Linked DNA regions of Anas platyrhynchos: region 1 is linked to region 2. The links are chromatin contacts, called in public Hi-C maps. All regions are on one chromosome and are shown on one strand. Each heading gives the region's core, a stretch centred on a gene start, on an enhancer-like site or on the middle of the called end of the contact. The rest is flanking DNA. Distances are from core to core; before and after follow the strand shown.

Region 1 (3,730 bases), core at 869-3,368, 180 kb after region 2:
ACTATTCTCTTCCGTCTGGAACAACTCCACAGCACAGTTGTCCACGTCTCACACAGAAAAGAAACGCTGTGACATCAAAAGCTGCGTTTCTTGATACGCCTGAAAATGGTTCTCATCTTTTCATGTTAGATATTCCTTCCCTCCCCCAGCCATTCATGGTGAAATAATTAGTGTTAGTGTTCGCATTGTTTATCAGACAATACAGACAATAAGGCTAAGCTTTCTGCTCCTGTTTTCTTTAGCTGTGCTGCTGTGGTTCCTCCAACAACTGTGCAAGGCTTTACTTTTAATCCTATAAATAACACTTGTCACTCATAGATTTGTAACCCATATTTAGTTGTGCACAAACATGGCACAGCTTCAGTTCGATTCATCGTCCGCAAACTTATCCAGATGTGTTCATACAAGAAAAAAGGCTGGGAAGCAGGAGGAAATAAACAAATGCTAGCTAACCCAACTGCAATTTCATAGGAAGGAGGGAAGCCACCACCACATCAGATCCTTCATGAGGGAGAGAGATAATGAGTTGTTTTTAAACTAAGAATAATTAGTTATTGTCCTTGGGCTACACGATGTATTTTTACATGCTTGAAGCCTGCCCTGATTTTTATAGCCTATCGGTTAGCTGCTCCATCGCGTGGAATCTCTGTCCATTTATCTACATGTTAGTGTCAGACTACAAACACATCACAACACATGACACGACTTTATCAACGAGCAGGGTTTCTCACTGTGGCTAATTTTGAAACCACATTCCTGCTTCCACTCATTCAAGATATAACCTTGGGTAACAATCAGATAGGCTGGTGCCAGACATCCTCTTCATAAGTACGTTCTCATTTTACCTTCGGAAAGTGCTCTAAACAAACAAACAATCTGCAGGCGCTCTGCTTTCTTCTGAGCTCCCCCCGCCAGCAGCAGAGGTGGTTTTTTGCTTTGTTTTTCAAAAAAGGCTGCGTTTTACAGTCTCAGCATCAGGCTGAGAGTAACAAAAGAAAGCCACGCAAGAAGCCGCAAGTTAGACAAGGGGAAGCTACTGAAAATCCCAAACTTCTACGACAATTAGTTGCGCTAAGTATAACTCTGCTCCTTGATGCACCAGACAGAAAGCAGCCAGACAACCTCGTCCCACCGCACCAGCTTTTCAAGCTCCCGGAATGAACACAAAGCTCTTTGAACAGCCCGTGTGCCCCTGCAAACCTGCAGCCTGGTCCTCCTGGCTGGGGGTGCCCAAGGCTAAGTGGCCGTGGTGGTGCTCACCGTAACCAGCTGTGCTCAGCCAGCAGACCCAGCACGGCTCCTGGAGGTGTCTTCCTTGCGCCTCCCGTACCTTTTGGGCACAACGCAACCGGTAGCGTGTGCGTAACGACACCGATAGCGGGGCGTGTTGGCTTCCAGCCCCACAGACCAGGAAGAGCCTGGAGAACCTCACTGGGATGCCGGGCAGGGCAGGACGGAGAGCGGGGCGGCAGGGCAGGACCTGCTGCGAGGAGACACCGGCGACATGAGGCGTTTTGGGGGGCTCTGCGTGGCGTCGAAGGGCAACGGGGAAGCCGGGCCTGTCCGAGCGGGGCCCCCCAGCTCGGTGCCACCAGTGTTGGGGGGCTTCGCTCGTGAGGGTGGCGGGGCGGGTGAAGGAAGGACAAAGCAGCTCAGGGGGTGTGCAACAACGGGCTTGGCTCACCCCAAAAATAATTAATTAATTAATTAATTAATTAAAAAATAAATTAAAAAAATAAAAAACTGAAGGAAAAGTTGGGCCCGCCGGTAAGTTCCCTCCGCTCCCGACCCGCCCCGTCCCCCTGTCCCCCCCCTCCCCAGCCCCTTTCCCCCCGTACCGTAGACGCGCAGCCAGCCCTGCTGCTGGCACACCGACTCCAGCAGGACGCGGTCCAGCGCGCCGCCCGCCGCCGCCTCCAGCTCGTCCGAGCCCAGCTCCGGCTCCGCCAGCGCCTCGGCCGCCCAGGCCGGCGGCTCGCCCGCCGCGGGGGGCGCCTCCATGCCGGGGAGCCGGGGAGGGGGGGGCCGCCGAGGAGGCGCCGCCGCCGCCGCCGCCCGCCCGCGCTGCGCCCCGGCCGCGCCTCGCCTCAGCGCGGCTCCATCCCCGCCTCCCCCGGCCCCGCCGCCCCCCGCCCCCTGCGTCACGGCGGAGGCCGAGCCCCAGCCCGAGGCCGCCCCGCTCTGGGCGCCGCGCACCCGGCTCCTCAGGGGGCCCCGCCCCGGCCTAGGCCCGGAGCTGGGCGCTGGGGGGGTGTGGGGGTGTGGGGGCAGCCCCCCGAGGGGGCTGTGCTGCTCCGCCCCGCTTCAGAGCAGGGGTGAGGCCGCGCTGGGGGTCCTGTGCCACGAGGGTCTCCCTGCAGCGCTGCCGCCGTCCCTCGCAGGGGTCTCAAAAGGGAGGTTTTAGCCTCAAAAATGGGTGCGAGGCGGCGCTCCCCGGGGTTTCTGTGCTGCCCAGCTACACCAGGCGTTAACTTTCCGTTGGGTTTTGGGTCAAGTTCGCGTTGATCGAGGCGTGTGTTCTTAAAAATCCTGAATAAAATAGCTGTGAGGGCAGCGTGTGTGTGTCCCATCGTGTTTTACTCCAACACTGAGGCGCGGGTTCGCAGGGAGGGTGGGCAGGGGGTCGGCTGGCTTTGGGCTCCTTCCCTCGTTCTGGGTTTGGGCCCGTCCCTGGTCGATACGAGCTGGGCACATCCATCCGAGCACAAAGATCCAGTGATTATCTCCATGGTGCATAGGTGATTTAGCGAATCAGCCATTTCTCCCACGTTTCTCCGAAACAACGTACTGAAACCTAAAGCTGAGCGCCGGCTGTCTCTGCAGGCCCATCTCAGCACACAGAAAGAGCCTAACAACTTTTTCTTGGTTCAGACACCTAAACAGCGCTGTCCTTGGCATGGCCGCAGAGCCGTTACGCGGCCATAAAGCTGCTTTCAGCCAGATACAGCTCCCCCACTTCTCGCCGTGCTGCGTGCCATCCTGTTTTATTTGGCACTACAACAGAGCACGAGCGTGCGCGTGGTGAGTTACAGCACCTCGGCCAAAGAGCCATAACTTCCCTCTGAAGGGGCCGTTACTCTCCAAGCTCTGCAGCGTAACAAAATCAGCTGCCCAAACCCCAAAGTTTGTCTCCGGTGCTGTCTCGCAGCTTCAGGACTTGCACAGCAGCACTGAACCAACTGGATTCGAGTACACTCACGCTGGTGTAGTTGTGTTCGCCATGGAAGATGTATGAACTATTTCAATAGAGAAAAAAGTCCTGCCAGCCCTGTGATTAATTGATGAAACCTTGTTTCCTGGGGGTTTCTGTCTCATGCTTGACTAAGAGCTTGACCTGAATCTTGCCCTACAACTGGGTCATTCTCTATCCAGTCGGGAGCTCTGTTTTCTGGAATGGGATGAGTTTGCATCGCAGTTTTTCCATTGTAGGGTGGGAATACGTGCCCTGCTGCAATTTCCAGGCTGACTTTGAAAACAAAGAAACCTCCTTCCTCGAAATGTTGGCTTGTTTCACGATCGGCAGAACCGGTGCAGCCTGGTTTCCCACTGATTCACGTCCCAAAGGAGACTCCCTGGGATCTAGCAAGGGGTGGACACCTGCAGTCAAGAGTCTCGTAGGATCTCTCTGCTTTACCTTGCTGCCAGTGTTCATTATTCCTGCTGGAATTTAATTAGCTCTTGGACCTTTATGACTCTTTCTTCTGTTTGAAACAGATCAGCAGGTTCAATG
Region 2 (3,347 bases), core at 343-2,842:
GGAATTTAATACATCTTCTGGAGACATGAGGATATTTAATCTGTGAAAGGAGAAAGGTGAAGGACAGCAACGTGAGATGGATTCTAGTATGAGCAACGACTCTCTCCTCATGAGACTAATATCTCAGTGTAAGCAAATTGGTATTCCACCTGCTAATGGATTTAAGCAGCAGCTGCTGATTACTTAAAGCAGCAGCACACATTCTTACACACAGGAAATCAAAGGCTTTACACTTGCATCCTTTATGCAGGAGAAGTCTTGCAGGGGAGCTTCTCCAAAACAATTTCCTGGCTTTAGCAGGGGAACTACAGGAGTGCTGAGGACAAGCTTCAGAACCCTTCACATTTTATCCAAAGGTCTAAAAATGGGAGAAAAAATTGCACATTCACAGACAGCTTTGTACAGTGAAAGTAAGGAGCACATCCAAGGTAAAGCAGAATTTAACATCCTCAGTAGGATACAACACTTCATTATCAGATGCTTTGGATAGCCACAGAGAAGCCCAAAGCACTGAATGTATTTTCCTAGTGCCATCCTAGCCCTCACTTGTGCAGAGCTCCTGCTGCTCTCCCTCAGTTTCCTCCCTGCCTCACTAACACCACCCTCATGCTGCGCCTCCTTCCTCCCAGCCCTGCCTTTCCCTGCCCATCCCTCTTCCATTTGGATTTTTTGTCCCATCCCCTCTCCCCAGGAGGGTAAACTTGATACCGAGACCTCTGTGCCCCACTAGGGCTCCATCATCCTACCCCTTGTCTCACCAACCTCTGCCTTGCCTGGTCACATCCTGGCAGCTGGGCCTGGCCTTCCCCCTGCACACTGCCTAGAATTACCCTAGAAGAGCAGGAAACTCTCCTGGGTGGGTGTTGGCGAAATGGACAGGACACGGGTGTGGGAATTTATAGCTGCATCCATCTTCGGAGATGTTGTTTGTGCTGCCCTCGTGCCCAGAAGCATCAGGCTCCCGCTGTTTTGGGTTCTGTACAAACACGCAGGAAGACAATCCTGGCATGGAAAACTTACAGCCTAAGCAAGAACAAGGCACAACATGCAGGGGACTTGAACAGAACAAAGTATAGGGCCAGGGTGGAGGTGCACAGTAACAAATAGAAGTTTGCTGTGTGTGTTTTGCAGGCTTCAAAGCTGTGGAAAAAATAATAGCAGGTAAAATGAAAAAAAAAATCTTAGCAAGACATCCCTTTTATAGATTTTACATTCAATAGCAAAGGGTTTTTTGACTCACTGTATACAAGATCCATTACATATATGAAAGGATAAATAAAAATTACTTAGAATCCAGCATTTTATGTTTGTTATGAAATAAATATTCCTCTGTATGTCCATACTTCAAACACTCACTGCAGCTTTGGGCTGGTGCATGAGAACCTGTAAAATAGGAATTAACCGAGCAAGAAAATTGGTCACATTCACTGGTCCAATATGAGAGGCATAAACACATTAATTAATACCAGTTTTTTTTTTTCCACCACTTGCTATTACACACAAAAAAATCCCCTGTCCCAGAGCAGCACCCAGCAATTCTCCATGTCTCCACAGCTTGTCGCTCTCTCACTCCACAATGCCAGGCACCTCCCAGCACCGCAAGCTTCAGAAAGCGAGAGGTTGCTGGCACGGGGAGGCAGTGCTCAGGGCTGGCCACCCCATCAGAACATCCACGGAAACATGAGAAAGGAATTATTCAGCCACGGACCCCCTCCGAGAGCTCCAGGTGTCAAATGCAGTCTGTCCCAAAACATTAAGTTACACTGCGTTTCCCTCCTCCCTCTTAAGTTACACAAAACCCAAGAACAACCTGAGAGCAGACAGAAGAGATTTTGAAATCAGCATAGGTTTACTGAGTCCAAACTGTTTAAAGTTAAAGTTTATTTGTATTCTTTGTAGGAATATCAATAAAAGACCTCAAATGTATCTATATCTGTACATATTACAAGAACCTTCAAAAATTATTCACAGAACAAAAATAAATCTTCTTTAGAACAAACCCAGGCAATGAAATGCAGAAATGGATCTCAGAGACCAAACAGTCCAGTGCTACTAGCATAAAAATACGGCTTGAAAAACAAGTTTATTACTTTTTAAGGTGTACTTTGTTGAAATAAAAAATAAATTATTTAGAGCTATCATTGCAAAACAGTTCTGTGTAGTAACACTCTTATTAAGGCCCTTGAGACAGAAAATCTATTTTTACAGGTAGGATTCCTGGCAGGCATGATCTGTAATGACATGCTCTTTCTCATGGGAGTTAACTTACTGTGGGGAAGGAAATACCTAAAAGCATTGGCCTAAATTTAACCCTTTTTGCTCTGTCACACTCAGCTGGATACCTGTGGCTGACCATGCTAATCACAGATTTTATTATTATTTACATTTAACGGTTCAACTTGGACAGGGATTGTTCTCCAGAAATGACACAGACATTTTCTCAGAACACAAACAGGATTCATACATACATGGTGACCTCAGCAGATAAATATTGCTGGCACACTCCGCAGGTGCTGCTGTAAAATTGATTGACTTCAATCACTGAGTTTTCAGATGAAGTTAGAAGCTGGTGGGTTAAAGCAAGCATTAAAACATGAAATTAATATATGGTGTAAAAAAGACAAACCAAAGCAATTGCAAGAACATAAAATAAAATCAATTTCTTTGATGATTTATTAGATGGATACAGAATTTATTACTGGATACAGCACAAATTCTCTAACTAGAAAACATACACATCCCTTTCTTTCCATGCTCCTCTGGATCCCCTGCTTAGAGTTATTCCCCTGGGGAGGAACGTTGCAAAATGTGTAACTATATGAATCTGTGCTTTTACACATAGCATTTCCAACACACCAGGGATGTAATAGTTGTTACCTCCTGGATGTGAAACGTGCCTATTCCCCTTAAAAAAGGGGAATTTACAGGACACCACTCAAGGCTGGGCTTCCTCAGTTACCTATCCTGTAGCACTCTGCTCACCCTGTGTTGTGCACACACTCCACAGATACCACACACGACGTGGCAAAAGGCCACAGCGCTACAAAACGCTGCTGCTTCCCTGCCCTGCCAGGGAAACCCCGAGCTTTCATGGATAACCCGGAAAGCCGGGTGGCTTTGAGGTCTGGGGAGAGTCATCCTGGAACAGCACTGAGTAACATGGCCAGCAAGGGACAACTTCTCTGTTTTGGACTTAGGAATATACGAGTATTACTCTGACAGATTATTAATTTTTTTCCTGCATTACTTCGGCTGTTTCTAAACGATAGCAGCAGTTGCTTGCAATAGCATTAGCGCAGCCAGATGCTTTTGCTGAATGTATGAACCAAAACCTAAGGTCTATAATG

What was found. Hi-C and Micro-C count contacts between places; a contact is called where the count stands out from the background.
Region 1: a Hi-C map of liver shows a contact between it and region 2, with 2.4 times the contacts expected there. The contact joins the promoter of RASAL2 here to the enhancer-like site in region 2. A contact is called at or near these places in 3 of 8 Hi-C or Micro-C datasets (F1 follicle, liver and subcutaneous adipose tissue).

What each region holds. Positions count from the first base shown.
Region 1 is chr8:19,246,121-19,249,850 of IASCAAS_PekinDuck_T2T, forward strand. RASAL2 (RAS protein activator like 2) reads right to left here and starts at 2,119. Exons shown (of 19, transcript XM_038183330.2): 1 at 1,839-2,119. The coding sequence starts at 2,001.
Region 2 is chr8:19,069,444-19,072,790 of IASCAAS_PekinDuck_T2T, forward strand. RASAL2 (RAS protein activator like 2) reads right to left here. Exons shown (of 19, transcript XM_038183330.2): 19 at 1,865-3,347. Among named protein-coding and RNA genes, the nearest start is that of RALGPS2, 13 kb to the left of the region's middle. Within about 2 kb of position 1,593, at least 2 of the 8 cell types and tissues checked have an H3K27ac peak or open chromatin away from gene starts, as enhancers often do.